2 separate regions of the Anas platyrhynchos genome follow, and region 2 is linked to region 1. The links are chromatin contacts, called in public Hi-C maps. All regions are on one chromosome and are shown on one strand. Each heading gives the region's core, a stretch centred on a gene start, on an enhancer-like site or on the middle of the called end of the contact. The rest is flanking DNA. Distances are from core to core; before and after follow the strand shown.

Region 1 (3,678 bases), core at 296-2,795:
AACTGAAATCACTAATGCTTTTCATACTAGCTGTTGATGTGATTTCACTGTCAAATGAACAGAAGCACATATACAATTTCACTCCTCTTGAATTAGAAAATAAATATTTAGCTAGTGATTCTCCTGTTTATGAGTCATGAGCAACAATTTTATCATCCTTCACTAGTATTAGCCCATATTGTTAATCCTGAGGCCTTTAAACCTGTTAATACAGTGAGTACAGGAGAACCATATTGCATTCATGTGTACTATCACAACACCTTCAGCAAGATTCTTTGTGGTATGCTGTTAAAAAATTAGAGCTGAACTTTTACAGGTTGAAAACTGATTAAAAAAAGAACAAAAGTTGAATACATGGCCAACTTTTCCTCATAACATAATGTTAACAGTAGGTGTCTCAAGTCTACATCCGCTTTATATATTTCTTAATAATGTGGAAGGGGTGTTGCAAAGTGATGTCAGTCATAACTAATGAAAAAGTCTTTGAAGAACTACAAGGAGATACGGATCATTTAAGTGAACAGGCACATGGTGGCAAGTGAAAAGCAAAATAATTCACCCTGGAGGGAGGAATGGGATTTCTTCACATTAATTCTGGATTAATTGGATCAATCCCAGAACAGCACCTGAGCTTCCCTGTTGAATTGTCAGAGAAGATGATGTCTTAAAGTGAAGCTGCAGTCAGAAAAGCAAAACAAAAATTAGCTTATTGAGGTAATGTGATTAGAATAGTCATGTTTTGTATCAGATGTACTGTTGCTTTTATCTGAAATGCATAAAGTTCTGACTGCTCTAGTTCCACAAGCATATAGTATGTTCTGCTTCTTATTCTGATCCTACGCTCTCCAGTGTCCTTCCGAAGGAAATGAGGATACATATTGCTGAGCTATCGAGATAGTCCTGTACTTTTCTTTATAAAGCACATTGTTTTTGCAGGAAAATGTAAGTCTGATTAAGGAAATTAATGACTTGCGGCAAGAACTGAAGGCGGCCTATACCCAGGTACATGACCTCCAGTCAACACTAAGGTTAACCAAGAAGAAGCAAGCAATTCAAGACCCAGGTGAATAGTGCTTCTTGTGTTTCCATATTGTCAGGGCTCATTCCAGAAGCCCTCTTTGTCCCTAGTGAGCAATTCTGTTACTGCCCTTGTATTGAAGCAGCTTGTCTTGCCTGATGGCACCTGTTATATTGTAACATTCTGGTGAATACTGCAAAATCTTACTATTTGGCTTTACTCCTTCAGTTCTGAAAGATGCTTATTCCTTCCTTGTTCCAAAGAACTGTAAGCTAGGCCTTTGTTTCTATGCTCTTTGTTCTCTGTTTTTATCTTTTAGCTCCCTCCAGTGAACTGCTGTCCAGCCCAGCTGTGCTGAGGTTGAATGCACAGAAGGAAAATGAGAAAATCATAGAAATGCAGCAGCTGGAAATTCAATACCTACGAGACCAAATCAAGGAGAAGGGGCAAAGCCTTGCAGGTCAGCCTCTGTTGGATGGAATGTTTCCTAAGCTGAATCTGGAAAGAAGCCACAAGACACAGCAACAGTGACCTGGCTCAAGGACACTTTATGTTATTATATTCTCCTGGCAACATAAGAAATACAACAGCATAGATTAGACTTCCGTGACCATATACTCTTCCACTAGAAGCATTTGTGCAGCACACATTGCTGAGGACACAAGGCATCAGTCTTACTCCCCTCCTCCTTTCCTGTAAACTGTCCTTTCCTCTCATTTAAGCACGCATGTTCTGAAGTCTTTCTGCCAAGGAGTCAAGATAAAAAATAAATATATTTGTGTTAGTGCAAAATTGATCTTTGTGCCTTCATAATTGGGCAGGTATACACTTGAAAGATATGTGTCCTCATGTGTCTTGAAAAATATGTCCTAGTTCAGGACTGCTGGTAACTCTGTAAACATTTCTACTAGAATTCTAATTGTATTGTGCTACAAAAATCACCACCAACCTTCTGTTTTCCAGTATTTTGTATATCCATACAAAGGGCTGCCTGTATTTAGACAGGAATAATGTCTCTTATTCCAAGGAAGCGTCCGGTCCCTGACTAAAAATCAGTCACACCGTAAAGGCAACCTTTACCTAGTGGTCGAGCACACTTGAACTGGAGCCCTTCTTTAAGCCTCTGCCTCATGTCTTTGGATGTGTTGTCTCCTCTGTTAAAATCATTTCATCAGGACAAAAACATTGCCCAGTTTCAGACTCCAAAATCTCCCATAAAGACCAAATCTTATGTCATACCTCACCTATAACTTAGATAATTTCACCTTTGTTTTGTCTATTTTCCAACATCTGTAACTGCTTTAGTTCTTTTTTTTTTCAGTGAAATTATTCTTAATAAAACACTTTTGAAAATACTGATACATAGAAAATAAACAAGGAGTCATTTCTCTAATCATTAGGGAAAAAGTAAATTTTTCATCCTTTGTTGTCAGCACATGGATACATGCCTGCCTCACTGAAGAATTCTGTGCATGCTTCAGAAATTTTTAGCTACTGATTGAGCATGGGAGCTATATCATGTTATAACAGCCACTACATTATTGTTTCTGTTTTTTATCCTGAAGTATAGAGAAGTGACAAGAGCTTTCTAAATGCTACTAGTATTATTACACTGAAGATCAAGGTGCCAAGGCTGGATAACATGTAACCTGTGTTAATATTTGGGATGCTAGACAATTCCAGGCTAACTCCATGGTAAAACAGATGGTTCCATGACCACCTATGACCTAGGAGACTTCAGCTGAGTGCCTTGTCCTTGAATGTTGAATAAAGCTTCCTTAGTCTTACTTCTTTCATTTTGTAGCTTTAACCTGTGTGAAGTGTAAGTTTTACGGGAACAGAAGGAAGAAGTTATGATGGAATTGGTCTCTTAACATGCTAGCTTAATACCCTTTCTTCCTCCCTCCCCCCCCAATATAATCATCTTGATACTTCCTGTACAGAAAGAGGATGTAATTAATGTAATTAGCAAATATTTTAGAAACTAGTTCCCTCTTAAATTTTCAGAACACACCCATATAATTTGCTAGACTCCCATGTGGTATAATTTTCCCCTCACTTTGTAGAATAAATTGAGTGGTAGCAGCCACTACTTTAATAGATGTGGTTTAGAGAAATGGAATCAATCTTTCTGAAGAAAAAGAACCTTGTCCTAATAAGAGGAAGAAGCATATGCAGGTGAAGAATGATTTCTAAGTGGTGATTAATATGCTTAAAAGTATGCCCGTGTGTCACCCTCATTAAAAAGATGTCATTTTAAAGATGATACAAAGCCTGATGGATGAAGCCTACATAGACAGCTGGCAAACTTGGTTCAAGAGGATTTTGAACTTGCTCATGGTGGGTAAGAGGTGACTAAAACATTGTTCGTCAAAGGAGAACACTAAAGGTCAGGCATAGCAAAATGTTACAGCTGGCGTTTATCAGAGATTCACTGGGAAAAAAAATATTTTCCCTCTGTACTAGGAAAACAAGGCCATGATCAATCTCCTACGCATGTGCTGTAGAAATGCTTTCAGAATTAAGTTTTAACTTGATTATGGTTTGGTATTCTGATGGTCTTCTGAATTTCTCAGGGTGCAAAGGTGCTTTCTGCTTTCATCCTCTCTTGGTCTGTGTTCTCTGATGAGCATCTCATGCTTTTATAAAGTTACATGCCA
Region 2 (3,678 bases), core at 557-3,056, 92 kb after region 1:
AGCTTAGAGGACTTGTATTTTATTTATTTTTTTTTTTTTTTGAAACTTCATCTTTTGTGAAGCCAGTCCAGCACCAAAAATGGCTGGGCATAGTCTGGCCAGTGAGAATAGCAGTTCTCAGTGTTTTCTTTTTTTAAAAAAAAAATCTCTTGTTTTTCTAAAAAACATAAACCAGAGCTGGACTTCATGAAAGAAATCAAAGAAGCAAACACCTCTATTAGCTATAAAGTCAAGAAACAGAAATGGATTGCTGAGCAGTAAGAACAGGCTGAAGATCCATCTAGGTATGACTTCAAACTAAGTAAATGTTTCTTGCCTGTGATTTTAGTTTTGCTTGTGTTGGATAGTAAGAGCAAAGCCAGGATGACTAATGGGAAACAGTTGGAAGTTTCCTACAGTGTAAAGAGCAAATATTTTCATTAATGATCTAGATGAAAAATAAGTAGGAATTTACTTATCATGTTTGCTGTTGATGAAGCAGGAAGGCTTTGTTATGAGAACCAAAATATTGTGCAGAAAGCAAAGGATGAGCAGTAGGAATAAGATGCACTTTAGCAGCATGAAATGGGAAGACATCCATTTATAAATTCTTGCTTATACATCCATTCATAAATACTTGTTTGTGGATAGTTCGTCATAGGCTGCTGGCTATGGTTTAGTTTAACCTACACACTAAGAGCCGAAACTGGATGAGGATTTCTCCCCCAGTACATGTTTCTTACCGATTTTCTGGTAACGAAACTTCTCAGAATATAAAGAATTTCAGCAAAACAGCAGCTAAGCATGAATTGGGCATGTATTCTGAAAGGCTGCTTCTAAATTTTGGTGGGTGCTCTAAGGCAGCCTTCTAGTAGGGACCAGGGGAATAAAAAGCGAGATAGCTTTAAAGTGTCGTGTAATCAGCCCATGAAGGAGGTGGCGTGATGTATCTGTGACAGCAGCAAATGCAAATCTGCAGGAAACAAGATCTAGGCTGATGCCCTGTTCGGATGGTTTCTAGCACATCTAATCGCTCACCTCACAAATTCTGCAGGTCTGGCAAACTGGAGAGCAGGCTGGACATCAGAACAGATGATCGAGCAGTTGAAACAGCAGCGTGGTGCTGCTGTAGAAAATCATGTGTTCCCTGGGTTGTTTTGGTACCAAATACATGTGCACAGTCAGCATGACTGGGACATTTTCTGCTCTTCTGGCTCAGTGAGGCTTGCTGTCGGGTGTTTGCGTTAATTGTGCTAGAGATGCAATGGCTGTCTGAAAGACAGATAAAACTGCAGTGTGAAGAGTGGGTGAATATTAAGTCTTAACTTATTCACTTTGGGATCAGCAGAGAAGGTAAGCATGGTGAGAAGCTCTTGATACTTGAAGATTCTTGAAGATCGCATGAAATACTCTCTGTGCAGGAAGAATGTGCAGTTTAAATCAAGAATTGGCCCTCACCTTCCATGGCAAGGACCTTCCTTTTTGATCAGGTCCAATCATGTCCAAACATCCATGTTTCTGCGGTGGGATAGATTTAGGTGCAGTCCGCAGAGTTAAGGTTTAAAGGCCTTGCTCATCTGTGCAAAGCAAAAGTTTTCATGGAAACAAAGCTGAGACTGTAAAGACAGCCCATTGCAAATGTCAGCACCTCCCCCAAGTTTCGGTTGCCTTCTGTAGTTTAGATAGTATGTGTATGTGTACATGTAAAAGACTGTTCACCAAATGCTGTTGAGCAAGCAAAGCCTCCCTCTGTTGGAGAGGAGAGAGAATGACTTTGGTTAGAGCAGCCAGTTTTCAGATGACTTTGCCTTCCTCATGGTCAATAAACAATCTCTGTGTCCTTGGGAGCCCATGGTCAGAGATAAAGCTCAGCTGTTTGCAGAACAAGCACTCATAACTATTCCTGTGCTCTCACGCAGGTGGGTCTCAGCTGGAGGTGAAACTCGTGCTGCTTTGGAAGCACAACATGAGGATAGAGTACTTAGCTGTGACACCCTGGCCGCTGGACCCATCAAAGCGCAGCACGTGGGTAGAGGTGACGATGGAGGGGAGCTACGACATCTTGCACGACATCAGCTGCACCATGAGGAAACCCATCACCAGTCTGTACCGCACGACAGTCATCCGGCGCTTCTGGAACACCTTGCAGAGGTGAGCTGCACCATCCCTAGCAGTTCTGGCTCCCTTGTAACCAAAAAATCCCCTCCTTGGCATGCTGGGGCATGGGTTATTCAGGTGGCCTTTCCAACCCAGGGTCCCAAAGGAATGTGCTTCCTAGGCATAGGCACCACTGGCAATAAGCTTGCCTTCCGGCCAAAGAAAATGTTCAAACTGGCCTGTGACCTAGTCCATAATGTTGCTTCATGGCTAATGTACTGCTTCTTCTGAGTCCTGATGCTGTGATGTGAACCTTAAGTCTGACTGCCATCCCATGGAGGTGGTGTGTTCCTACAGCTCTGCCTTGCTCTGAAGGCTTGTGCTGCAGTAGGTTTATATGCAGTAGCTGTGCTGCACCGTGACACTAGGAAAATCCCTTGTGTCTACTAGGCCTGAGGGTTATAATAATTTCCTGGCCAGGGTGACCATTGCTCCCTGCTGCTCTGCAGATTTCTTCCTTAGCATTTCTTTCCTAACTTTGATCATTTGTCTTTTGAGCTGGGGCAGACAGGCTCCCAAGACACAGGGAGTGTTGCACGTACAGCCACTGGCTGACGGAGGCATTGAAGGGGAGAACATGGGTTTGTGTGGCTAACTGCCTCTTCTCTTTCAGCATCAACCAGACAGATCAGATGTTGGTTCATCTGCAGTCTTTTGACACAGTCCCAGAACACTTCACCATTCCTGAGAGCACCAAGAATGGGGTGCCTCTCTTCTACATCCCCCCAGGCTCCACCACTCCGGTACGTCCCCTCTCTGTGCTGTTTAGTGTAGGGCAGGTTGTTCCTCCTGCCTGTTCTGTACTGCACCCGGGCATGCTGAGTCCCAACAAGCAACAAAATTCTGTAACTCAGTCTTCATCTCTTGCTCTTTGTCCCAGTCAGTAACAGTTCAAGTACAATTCAGTACCTGTGAATGTCCCATCCCATGATATTTCCCCTCTGCGACATCACTCTGTCCTTATAGTTGCAGGTACACCTCTAAGCCTCACAGCAAGTCTCCTAAGCGTGCTGCAAGGCCTTCTCTTGCAGTGATGTGTGAGACTGATGGGCAAGGTGACGCTACTGCCGTGTTTTTTTCAATGATATGCATAGAGTTGCTGCTGGCAGCCTTGTACCCTGGTGATATATCACGAGGTGAAGATAGGTTTTGCTAAATAGCTTTTATTTAAATAGGCTCATTGCTCTGAGCACTTGTGAAGGGTGAAAGACGTATTTGTCACCAGCACAGCAGAAACAAAACATTATGAGCTAAGTTTCCACTGTGAAGTTCACAGAGCAAAAGTGCTAACATGCTACCTGATCCTTGCTAGTAGTGTCCTTGGCTTTGGCGGAAGATGATGACTAGCAGATGGCAAAGTTAGGAGAGCTTTCATTTAAATTTCATTGCTCAATCCCTTTACTCCTTAAGCTTTATGTAATAAATTTACTCTCTGTATGAATATACATCCCGCGGTGTGTCTGGAGCATCCCATCTTATGGCTAACCACTTTATTCCTGTGTCAGCAGTGTTGCTGTAGTTGGTGGAACTACAGTGTTACCA

What was found. Hi-C and Micro-C count contacts between places; a contact is called where the count stands out from the background.
Region 2: a Hi-C map of F1 follicle shows a contact between it and region 1, with 3 times the contacts expected there. The contact joins two enhancer-like sites. A contact is called at or near these places in 4 of 8 Hi-C or Micro-C datasets (F1 follicle, skeletal muscle and subcutaneous adipose tissue).

What each region holds. Positions count from the first base shown.
Region 1 is chr8:28,218,151-28,221,828 of IASCAAS_PekinDuck_T2T, forward strand. It overlaps CFAP57 (cilia and flagella associated protein 57), which reads left to right. Exons shown (of 22, transcript XM_072041705.1): 21 at 937-1,063; 22 at 1,338-2,379. The coding sequence ends at 1,549. Among named protein-coding and RNA genes, the nearest start is that of TMEM125, 2.6 kb to the right of the region's middle. Within about 2 kb of position 1,546, at least 3 of the 8 cell types and tissues checked have an H3K27ac peak or open chromatin away from gene starts, as enhancers often do. A contact at or near this core is called in F1 follicle, where this site is marked.
Region 2 is chr8:28,309,880-28,313,557 of IASCAAS_PekinDuck_T2T, forward strand. SZT2 (SZT2 subunit of KICSTOR complex) reads left to right here. Exons shown (of 72, transcript XM_072041466.1): 10 at 1,899-2,130; 11 at 2,750-2,879. Among named protein-coding and RNA genes, the nearest start is that of MED8, 13 kb to the left of the region's middle. Within about 2 kb of position 1,807, at least 2 of the 8 cell types and tissues checked have an H3K27ac peak or open chromatin away from gene starts, as enhancers often do. A contact at or near this core is called in F1 follicle, where this site is marked.